2 separate regions of the Mus musculus genome follow, and region 2 is linked to region 1. The links are chromatin contacts, called in public HiChIP or PLAC-seq maps. All regions are on one chromosome and are shown on one strand. Each heading gives the region's core, a stretch centred on a gene start, on an enhancer-like site or on the middle of the called end of the contact. The rest is flanking DNA. Distances are from core to core; before and after follow the strand shown. Region 1 has its middle 27 kb from the start of Gm51750. Region 2 holds the start of Rcsd1 (RCSD domain containing 1).

Region 1 (5,659 bases), core at 2,097-4,596:
TTTTTTTAAAAGTCTCACTAACATCTGAGACAAGAAGTTGAACATAGTTATTAATAGTCTCACGGAGCCGCGTAGCTGCCACACTGTGGGGGACTAACTGATGTCCAACATCGGCATTTGAACTGCAGCTCTGCTTGGGTGTGGGGCATAAAGCTAAAGAGAAGCCAGCTTTTGGCTAGAGGTTTTTCTCTGAGGCGACTAAACTTTGAATATGAACTGTATTCTAGCTTCTTTCTCTGTCTTAGATTTAAAAAAATTAAATCTTTACATTTTATTGTGTGTTCGTGCACATGCATGTGTGTGCATCAGCGCACAGACGGAGGTCAGAGGACAACCTTCGCCAGTCTCCCAATCCACCAGGTGGCCTCCAGGGATTGAGTTTTAGTTCCACTTAGGCATGGTGACAAGAACCTTTATCACCAGCCTTTGAAGTGGTTTTTTTTTTAATTAATTTTTTTCTTCATTTCTCTTTTAAACTCTTATTGATTCCCCTCCCCACCCACCCACCCTCACCCCCTCCCAGACAGGGTTTCTCTGTGTAGTCCTGGCTGTCTTAGAATTCATTCTGTAGACTAGGCTGGCTTTGAACTTAAAGGTCAGCCTGCTTCTCCCTCCTCAGACCTTTTGAATACATATACATTGCAGAACTCCATCTCTCAGTCCTCGCCAGGGAAGTTTCTACTTTGTATGGAGGTTCACGTGAAGGCGCAGCTAGGCACAGTGCTGGGATTAGAGGTGTGCACCATCACTGCCCAGCATTAACGTTTATTAATTTTTAAATTATGTGCATGTTGGGGCTTGGTATGTGTGCATATGAGTTCAGGTGCAAGAGGCCACCTCAGATCTCCCTGGGCGCTGGGTTACACGGGTTGGGTGTGAGGTCATGACATAGGTGCTGAGGACTTAACTCCAGTCACATGCAAGGGCAGTATGTGTTCTTAACTGCTGAGCCATCTCTCCAGCCCCACAACATTTCTTTTAACTAGATGAAATAAAATTTGCATTCATTCTGTAGACACACTTCTGGAATGTTCAGCAGATCCGTAAGGGTATGGACCATTTTAGGAGCCTCTGACGTCAGCTTTATTGGCACAACAGGGTCCCGGAGGATTGTTTATGATGTGTCTGGATGTCCCTGGTCTCTTCCTGGTAAACTTTACTTCAAGGACTTTGTACTGGCAGAGGGAGAGTTGTCCTGAAAACTTGCTTGGAGGATCTTGGTCCCAAGAATGCAGAGAATCCATTCAGCACGCAGTTATTAGCAGCTGCTAGGCACCGCACTTCCTCTTCTCCCAGAAACACTAAACAGAGCTCATGTCCCCCGAAGGAATATGACCTCTGGCAGGAGGTCATGTGGTAGATCGAGTCACACAGCGCCTGAGACATCACATCCCAGGCTCTTGGCTGAGCCAGTATTTTAATGTAGACCAATTGCAGTTGGACAAGAGAAAAAAAAAATCATGAGAACAAAATGAAATAAACAAGAAGAGAGCTTGCTTGGAAATAACTGGTCCCTGTTCCACACGATGCCCGAGGTTGGGGTTGGGGTTGGGGTTTGGGAAAGAGGACGTTCATGCTATGCGTTCCCTGGCTAGAAACTCATGGCTGGGGAGCTCATATGCTCCAGGGGATAATCTACTATTAATTTTGCTAAAAGGACATCATATTAAACTGCCTTTTGAATATATATACACTGCAGAACCCCATCTCTCAGTCCTCGCCAGGGAAGTTTCTACTTTGTATGGAGGTTCACGTGAAGGCGCAGCTAGGCACAGTACAAGCCGGTGTGTCTTTGGAGGGGTCGCAAGTGTCTGCGTCACACACCCCTCCCACCCAAGGCTCGTGGGAAGTCACAGAAGAGGAGATGCACTCAAGAGCTCGAGAAGGACTGAGACAAAGCAATGTCTTCTAGATATGGCAGGATCAAGTAGGATCAGGAACTCAGCTGCTGTAGTTCCCTGTACCAGATCAAACCAGTCAATACGACCCTGCGTGGGCAGCAGCGGCTGGGGGTGGGGGCTCGAGCCCCCATCCGCCTGAGAGGAGGACCATTGCTATTGAGGGCTCCTAGGGAAGGGAAGGCCTAGCTTTATGAGTGTGACCCTTGGAAGGTTGACCATGCTCCAGTGGATAACTGCACACATGCTCCGACTTCAGGTCCTCTTTTTTTTTTTTTTTTTATAATCCATTGAATTTGATAAGTGCTTGCCATAGGCACATGGAGGAGGAGCTGATGCACACTCAAGCGTGTGTGTGTGTGTGTGTGTGTGTGTGTGTGTGTGTGTGTGAATATAATCAAGATACATTGTATGTGTGTATGAGACTCTCAAAGAATTAAAAAAATATATATTTAAAAAAATGGTTTGGGAGCTGGAGAGATGACTCAGTGGTTAAGAGCACTGACTGTTCTTCCAAAGGTCTTGAGTTCAGTTCCCAGCAACCACATGGTAGCTCACAACCATCAGTAATGAGATCTGATGCACTCTTCTGGTGTGTCTGAAAATAGGTACAGTGTACTCATACATAAAATAAATAAATCTAAATAATAATAATGGTTTTGGTTCCTTGAGACTGGAGAGATGGCTTGGAGATTAATAACGGCTGCTCTTTTAAAGAATCTAAGTTCAATCCCTGCACCCATATAGCCCCACACAATCATCTGTGACTCAAGTTCCAAGTGATGTGACACCCTCTTTTGGCCTCCACAGGCACCAGACTTGCATGAGTCACACATACATAGATAAAGGCACAACACTCACACTCATAAAATAAGTGTTTAACAAAAAGGTTTTCTTTCTTAATGTGAGTTGTATTTGTTTTGGTGTGTCTGAAGACAGCTACAATGTACTCATATATATAAACTAAATAAATAATTCTTAAAAAAAAAAACTAGCTAGTGTTTGCCTGTGCATCCAACTAATACTATATAGTGAGACTGACTCTAAATAGACAGACAGACAGACAGACAGACAGACAGACAGATAGATAAAAGCAGTGCCTATAATTCCAACACTCAAGAGGCGATGAAGGAAGTTTGCCTCAGGTTTGGGGCCTTTCTAGGCTATGCAGTGAGTTCTAAGCTAAGCTGAACTATAAAAGGAGAACAAGGGAAAAAAAAAACCCCAACGAACAGCAGAAATCGCACACATACAAGCCCACTCTCCTTCCCCCCCTAAATAAAGTATGGAGGCTGGCATGGTGGTATCTCTCAGTCCCTGGACGCTGCTGCTGCCACTTTCTATTGGCTTGACACTTGTAAACTCCTTTGCTCACCCTGCATGCCTGCTGCCTGTGCTGTAAAGTGCTCTGAAGCAACTGTGAGCAAGACAGAACTTGCCCAAGGCCTCCTGGTGCTTGACCTGATACTAAGTGCTGGAGATACAAAGCTGAACGTGGCAGAATCCCCTCCCATCCAGAGAGCCCAGCCCTCGAGGAGTTCCTGGAGGAAAGAGCCCAGAGCAGTCCACCGCAGTAGTGAAGTGAGCCTTAAAGAGCACAGACTCCCGGCTGGGCTGGGACTTCCTGTGCTGGCCAAAGAGAGCTTGGAGACAAGAGCTTGAAGAGGTGGAGAGGAGCCCAAAACCCTGATTAAGGGCTGTTCCAGGTGGCAGAATTAGCGCAAAGTCTACACACCCCACGCCCTGCATTTAGGAAAAGGCCTTGGAAGGAAGCCTTATGATACAGGCTTCGGAATTTCATCATAGACCAGCACAGGGATTTGTTTGTTCGTTGGGACGCTTACCCTGCCAGTTACACAGGTAAAGGATGGAAATCAGATATTGGGGAAGCGATTAATAACGTGACTTAGGGCAGAACTGGGTTAGGCGTAAAGGAACTGGATTTTTAGCAGCGGTGAGGACAAAGATGAGAGCCATGGGAGTAAGGTTTAGAAAGATGTTCAGTAGCACTGACAATATGAGTGACTCGGGGACAGCCAGGTGAGACAGCCCATGCATGATAAGCCCAGCGCTCAGGAGACCGAGGCAGGGGAATTTCTTGGAGTTTGAGGATCAGTCTGACTACAAAGTTCCAGGCTGAGCTGTAGGGTAATATAGCAAAGGAAAGCGGCCAGGGTTGCTACACACAGTAAAATCATGACGAGCAAAGGCTGCTACCGTTAACATGAGGAAGCAGCTCCAGGGAAGGTGGGATTTAGGGTTGAAAACCCGGGGTTTCTCGTGCAGGGGCAAAGCGAGCAATGGCAATATCCTCGCAACTTTGTAGCCCCCTGTTCACTTGACAACTAGCTGTATCTGATTCTTTGAGTACCCTTCCAGAAAAGTTCCCCCACCTCTGATATCAGTGTATTCCGTCTCCTACTACCCGGCAGATCAGCACCCCTGACCTAAATTTCAATCACTTCTCTTTGGCAGGCCACCCTAATTCCAGCTTGTGACACGATTTGCCTGTGTCTATCTTGGCCCAGATCTCTTCCATCTCTGAGAGTGATTGGTGAAACCTGGGTGGCCTTGGACGCAGGATCCACCTCAGTGGGAGAATACTTGCTCAGCCAGTGTGAATCCTTTGATTCTTAGATCCTTAGTACCACATATAAAAGCCGACCGTAAGACTTTCTAAAACAGAAATATGGTCCATACATGTCCTTCAGTGGTCATCCTGAGACTCCTATTTTGGATGGTGTTGATGGGTCCCAGACCTAAAGCCAGATGGCCCACAAGGCTCCTTTGTTCAGTGGGTCTCCTCAGACCAGCTGGTGTCTGGGGGTGGGGACCCAGTGCTCCAGAGTTCCAGGACCAAATGCTGTGTGCTGGCCTGGGAAGGCCTTCTGTCCGATTCACACCTCTTCCCAGCTAGCTCCCACCAGCTTTCTAAAGGCCACATCAGGGTGTGTGCAGCAGGTGCCCTGTATTTTAGTTGCTTGTTTGCCAGCATTGACACACAACCACCACCTTACAGAAAGACTAAGATGCTACGATTAAATCTCCATGTTACAAACCAGGAAACTGAGGCACAAAGAGCTTTCCCTCAAGGGCATAGACTCAACCGCTGGATCCAGTCCAGTGAGTTTTCAGGTCTATGTCATATGCCACGGTTTGGATTGTTTCTTGGCTCATTCCTGTATTCATGGTACAGGGCCTGAGACCATCATTTCACTCACTGAATAAATACCAGGTCCCTAGGGCCGCTATAAGAAAGAGCAAGAGCAAATATTCCTTATACATCCATCACTTGACAGCTCCCGAACACTTACTATATGCCTAGCTCTGGGCTCAGTGCTAGATAGACAATGTAGAGCATCTTTGCTCTACAGGAGTTCAGAGTAGGTAAGGTTCAAGGGTGCATGGGGGTGGGGGTGGGGTCAAACAAAACCCACAAAGATAATGCTTCTCTTCTCTGTTCCTAAAGTCGTCACGGATTACCTATCACATCTTTCTCCTAAACATAATTCTGGGCGGGCTGCTCCAGAAAGCACCTTGGTGGAAGCTTCCTGTGGGTGAGACATGCAGAAGCTACAGCTCAGAGCTCTGCTGGAAAAGGCTCCTGAGGCCACAGCCAAGTCCAGTGCTGCCATCTGCTGGCCACATCGAAGATGCGCCCAAACCCAGGGCTTGTGACGTAGCCAAGACCAGCAACCAAGTTCAGCATCCCTGTAAAACCTATGGGTCATCTGTAAAATCAGATAGATGTACCTGGGCCC
Region 2 (5,659 bases), core at 1,837-4,336, 120 kb before region 1:
TGGGTCAACTGTATGTATGCTTTAGTTAGTATTTATAGTCACTATAGAACATTTTCTTCCTGCTCTAAATATTAAAATCGAGCCAGGAGTGCTGGTGCACACCTGTGATCACAGTACTGAGAAGCTCTGAGGCAAGCCTGGGACACAGACAGACTACGCTGTGTAGTGTTAACCGTCAACTTGACACAACCTAAAATTAGTTTAAGGCAGAATTATTTGGCTAGGGTTGGCCTGTGGGAGTTAAGGGCTTGTCTTGATTGTTAACTGACCTAACCCACTGTGGGCAACACCATTCCCTTGGCTGGGCCTGATGAAAGCTAGCAGAGCGTGCACTAAAGAACTGTGTGTTTATTCTCTGCTCTGAACTATGGATATGTTATTTTAAGGTCCTGCCTTGATTTTTCCCAAATAAATGGGTTGTAAACTGGAATGATAAGCCAATAACTCCCCATCTCCTCTATGTTGCTTTTGGTTGGGGTATTTTATTACAGTGACAGAAATGAAACTAGAACACAAATGCTACATCAGGTTTGTTAATCAATTAAAATAAGTGATCAGCAGCACTAGAAGGCCATTTACAAAGAGGTAGCTATTGGCGCCTCTGAAAGTTCTGCATCCAATCAATTTATTCAGATACCACTTATGGCTTTTGATGGTCTCTTCCACAAAGTCCTTTCTCCCCTAGGACCTAGAGTTGGTGCCAATGTGATTGTTGAGTGACTCTGACTTTCCTTCCCATGTACAGATTCTGCTCGTCTGCTCTTCTTTCAGCTTTCCACATAGTCGTTCATCCAACATTTATTGACAGCCTGTGTGTAAGGGCTGCCTGCATACATGGCGTCTCCTCTCCTGCCCTTTGCTGGCCCAAGCTGCATTGCCGGTGATCCATAGTCTTGCCTCTGTTTCTTGTTTAGCTGGTTTAGATTTTTAGACTGTGTAAATGGAAAACCCAGGTTGAGCAGGCTAGACCCTGGAGAGTGGAGAGAGGGGGAACTGAGACAGCCACTTTCTCTTCCCCTTGGTTGTCAGAAGAGCTGGGTATGTATGAGTTTGCCTGCCTCCACTTTGGTTTCTGGTGATCCTCTACAGAGGTGGGAGGGAGGATAACAGAAGAATACATCCCACACATACTCAGGATTGCTGAGCACAGCTCTGGGTTTCTGTATTCTGCTTTACTCCTTCTCTGGGAGAAGGGCCCTGATGGAGGCAAAGAGCTCTGGTTCAGCATGCTTTGCACTTGTTCCCAGGAACGTGGAGGGGCTGTGGTCTTGTCTCTGTGAATCATCTGTTCTCAGCCTAGGGAGGCCCTGCCTGAGGAGGGAGGGGCAGGAGAGCAGCTGCACCTCACCTTGGTGGCTGCGGTATTATCTGGGCCCAACGGTTTCTTCTGGGTAGATACTTCCGCCCGCCTGCTTGTAGAGCCTTAAAGACTCATGCTGCTGTCTTTGAGTGGAAAGGAACACCTAGCTCTAAGAAAAAGGGGGAAGTCAGCCTGACCTGAAGGCACACTCCTGTCATCAGGGAGCCAAGGCAAGGGGATCAGAACTTCAAGATCAGCAGGACATTCCTTTCTTGCTTCCATCATCTCTTTTCTAGAATCTGCTTGCAGCTGTGTAGATAGAATCAGGGGACTCTTTCGTTGGAATCCAGAATCCCTGACTCTTAAATAAAAGGATTATGGGGCTCTTGTCCATCTGAACTATGTAATGAAGCTACATGCTTTTAAAATAGCTGCTCTTTCCAAGCATCTACCACCCTGAGAAGATGCAGAAAATGAAGATCAGATAAGAGGCTTTTCTAAAGGAACTCATCTAGAAAGCATCGGACTAGAATCTCACCCTCTGCCTGCTTCTGAAGCAGAGGTCTTGCCCCTATATGCTGCTGAGTTCAATGAACAGAGGCTGCCCTGACTTCATGGTTTACAAGGTAAGATTTAGAAGGCCTGTGACGTCAAGATCTATAGACCAACTGTGATGAGAAGCAGTCGGGGCAGCCTTTGCAATGTGGGTGAGTTCTCTGCTGGTTTGTGGTAGTGGTTTCTCTTGGGCTCTTTGCACAGGGGCAGCACCAATGCCCTGTGCTATGGTCCACCAATGTGTTGGCTCTCTCTCTCCCTTGCATAGCAGGTCTGGGTTTGGAGTACAAAGTTGAAGGATGCTGTAAGAAGACACACAGGCATCCTTATCAGCCAATTCCCTGAAGAAATGGGACCCTGAAGAGACACCCAGAGCTATAACCCAGTAGCAGCAGACAATGGCCTCGGCACAGATTCAAGTCCCTACATCCCTCCCACGCAGCCTTAAACCGACATTCCCTGGGGAGAGTTACTAAGCGGGGGCCTTATGTGAATTGGATGTTTAGGACCGTGCCCTTTGCTATATTTAATAGGAATGGGAAAAAGGTCCTTTAGCAAGCAGCATGTCGAAGCAGATATTCCCACAACCCCCTAAGCTGCATGCATCAGAGCAGAGGAGAAGAGTAGCCTGCTGCATGCGGCAGGAAACTTGGGGAAACTTTGCTTGGATTCCTCTCCTTCTTCATACACAGATAGATAATAGATGGACAGACTGATAATTGTTTCCTGCAAATGGAATCCAGGAAAAGAGGTATCAAAGCTAAGGCTACTGAACACAGGAAGGCCAGGTATTAGGTTAAGTAATACAGGAGAGGATGGGGGGAGGGGGAGGGAGAAGGAGGAGGAACGGAGGCTGGGAAAATTGGTATGAAAAGAAGGAAATGGCAAAGAGAAAAAGGATGAAAAGGCAATTCTAATTTGAGGCACAAGGAAAGTAAAGAAGGCAGGCTAAAAGAGGGAGAGTTGAGGTGGTCTGAAAAAAGTGCAAAGCCCAGGGTCCTGAGAAACTTCCGCGAGAAAGGGGGCGCGGCGCTGCCCAGCCCATGTTTGGGCAGATTAATGGAGTCGTGGCGGCTCGGGCTCTTGAGTCCTGCCTTGGGAGGGACAGTATCTGTTTAGATTTGTGTCTAAATTTAAACCCCGATCCGGCCTCCCTCTCTGCTCCCCTCCACTCCCCTCCCCTCCTCCTGCGTCCCTCGGTCCCTCCCTCCCTCCTCCTCCTCCTTCCTCGTTCTCTGGCGCAGGGCCCCCAGCTGGGGCAGTCCCGCAGCCGAGTGCAGCCAGGCGCGCGCCGCCGCCCACTCGCCCTGTGCCCGCTACAGCCCCGAAAGTGACCCGGGCTGGGAGCCGAGGGGACAGCGGGGATCGTGGGCTCTTAACCCGAGAGAGCGGGCGTATCCGCAGCCGGAGGAAGACTACCTGGAGGACATGGAGGTAAAAGACCGGCGGGGACACGGGCCTGGGGGAGAGGGAGGTCAGAGCGCTCCTGCCCAGGTCGCCGTTCCTGCTCTCAGCAGGGAGCACGCAGCCGAAAGGTCGCGTAGGCCAAGTTGAGAAAGGCTGGTCCTTGCTCCTCGGAGACCCCTGTGGGCAGGCGTGGGCTTGTCAGGAAAGGACTTCAGGCGAAGGAGGGGCCTTTGTAGGGGTTCAGGTATTCTGACTGTGCACATACGTGCTTTGGGGGGGGGGTTTAGAAAATAAAACTTAGGTACAACTAAAGTCATAAACGGATAAAGGTGTGAACCAAGAACCCCAAAACAAAACTCCAGCAACCCTGACTCAGGCATTGAGAAACAGAGTTGGCAGTTGAAGCCGGGACTCTGCCCGCATGGCTTCCCGTTTTGATTGCAGTGTGGCTTTTCCGACCAGTTGTTCTCTTACTTCTGATGCCCCTTGTTTCTGTCACATCTTCTTTCAAAACTTTCTGAAAAGCTCCCTTGCCGCCGATCAGATAAACTTATTTCTGAGATATTAGAGGCTCTCCAAGATGCCCTGCCTCCTGAGGTTGTGTGCACCTTGGGGTGTGGTAGCCGTATCTGAGAGGTTTGCAGGGGCGAGTCCCAGACTTTCTCTGCGCTTCTCCAACCTCAGTGGAGAATACTGGCCACTACTTTCCATCCAGCTAGTTCATCTAGCTTCCTCCTCCAGGTCTATAGATTTCCAAAGAAATGTTTCCCTTCAAACCCAGACCAGCTGCAGGTGAACTCAGAGGCACAGCATTGGCAAAGCCCCAGGTTCAACTCCCAGGGTCACACACTCAAAGAAAGAAAAAGAAACTGTGACCTTTTATTGTATTCTAATCAATCTCAGTAGGACCTGGGATTTTCAAAGAGGAAAAAAGGAGATGAAAACCCACAGGCCTAAAGGTGATTCCTCCTCCCACTCAAAAGGAAAGAGCTCCTCCTTAGCCCAAGGTCTGCGGAGATCCCGGGCACAGAAGTTCAATCCCTTCCAGGCTTGAGTCCGCTCATCTCTTCTGAGCTTCACTGTCTGCTCTAAAAGAACAATAGCAAGGCTGCATATTTAGCTCAACCAGTTGTCCTAAAGTAGCAAGGTTGCATTTTGCATTCTGGGCACTTGGGAGTGCTGAGTACCTGGGGGGCTGGGGTCTGAGATGGACTCTCTGTAGCGACTTGTGCAAGTCAGGAAGCAGTTGATTAGGGTAGCTAGACCACAAAGCGTTCCAGATGGATCCCTACAGATGGTCAAGACCTTGCAAACTCAAAGCAATAGGATTCTCTGTGCTGACTACTGCTACAGGACAGAGGAGAGAAACAGAGGGGGGACCTGGGAGAGGTTCATAAAGAAACTGCTGTACTTACGAGCCCCCTCCTCGAGGAGGGCTCAGGGTACCTCTGGTGACAAGCCAGAAGCCAACAGAGCTGTAATGGACACAGGATGGAAGCCCAGCTGGACTTAAGCAAGGTGTTGCTTGAAGGCCCCCAATGCAAGCTCTAACTTTAATCTAGGGAAACACAGAAGGGGCTCCCTTCCCAGGCCCACTTCTTCCTCCCTCAGCTGAGGAAGAAACAGAGGGAGTCCAAGGCCCTGAAAGTATCAGCCCAGCAACTTCCTGTGTGGCTTGGTAGGCGGGAGGCACGAAAAGAGAAGGCCCTCCTGTCTACAAGCTGATATACACAGTAGCGGAAAAGGGTTGGATGGAGAGAGCCAAATTCCTATGTGCCAAAGGCTGGACCAGCACAGGGAAATTGCCTAGTCAACCAGAAGGCCAGACAGATCCGCTTACACCCATTCACCCTGAGGTGTGCCATGGCCTTGAGGGCCCACGGTGACTGTTTTTGAAGTTCCTTTCCAGAACCAGTCACAAAAGCCCAAACAAACAAGCGAAACACCACAACAGGTAGCAGCTGAGCTGTTGTTAAAGGAAGTAAAGAGGAAACAGAAGACAGAGGAGGCTACGAGATTCTCAGCTAGGAAGTGAAAGTCAGTGACAGGTGTAATACCTGCGCATGATTGGAGCTATGGGAGCCCTGAAATCGGCCTCCCATAGCTCCAATCTTACTTATTTATTTGAGAAGAAATGGAGTTGCCCCATGTCCCCATATTGAGCATTCAACCCAGGGCCGGTTAACCACATTCAGGCTCTACCCCACACTTGCCTACCGCAAATGTTAGGGAAATCTTCAAATCCCTGTGACCACTGTCTCGGCCACATTAATCACACCTCAGCCTTATAGGGACCTCCCTGGAATAAACAAAAGCAAGATGGCACTTGACCTGTGCCTTTCTAACACTCCCAATCCAATCGAGGAAATGAGACTCACACATCCTGTCCCTGTGTGC

The links. HiChIP or PLAC-seq counts read pairs in DNA pulled down with a chosen protein or histone mark.
Region 2: a contact with region 1 is called in an H3K4me3 HiChIP or PLAC-seq map of the SCID.adh cell line, with 14 read pairs. The contact joins the promoter of Rcsd1 here to the enhancer-like site in region 1. A contact is called at or near these places in 10 of 39 promoter capture datasets (the 3T3-L1 cell line, the C10 cell line, cranial neural crest and 5 more), 2 of 484 Hi-C or Micro-C datasets (bone marrow-derived macrophages and ventricular fibroblasts), 3 of 115 datasets of contacts at active chromatin or transcription factors (the SCID.adh cell line, cardiomyocytes and embryonic stem cells) and 3 of 9 other capture datasets (adipose tissue, liver and pancreatic islet).

Annotation. Positions count from the first base shown.
Region 1 is chr1:165,583,593-165,589,251 of GRCm38.p6, reverse strand. No RefSeq gene overlaps it. Among named protein-coding and RNA genes, the nearest start is that of Gm51750, 27 kb to the right of the region's middle. Within about 2 kb of position 3,346, at least 39 of the 459 cell types and tissues checked have an H3K27ac peak or open chromatin away from gene starts, as enhancers often do. A contact at or near this core is called in the SCID.adh cell line and bone marrow-derived macrophages, where this site is marked.
Region 2 is chr1:165,705,521-165,711,179 of GRCm38.p6, reverse strand. Rcsd1 (RCSD domain containing 1) reads left to right here and starts at 3,086. Exons shown (of 7, transcript NM_178593.3): 1 at 3,086-3,289. The coding sequence starts at 3,284.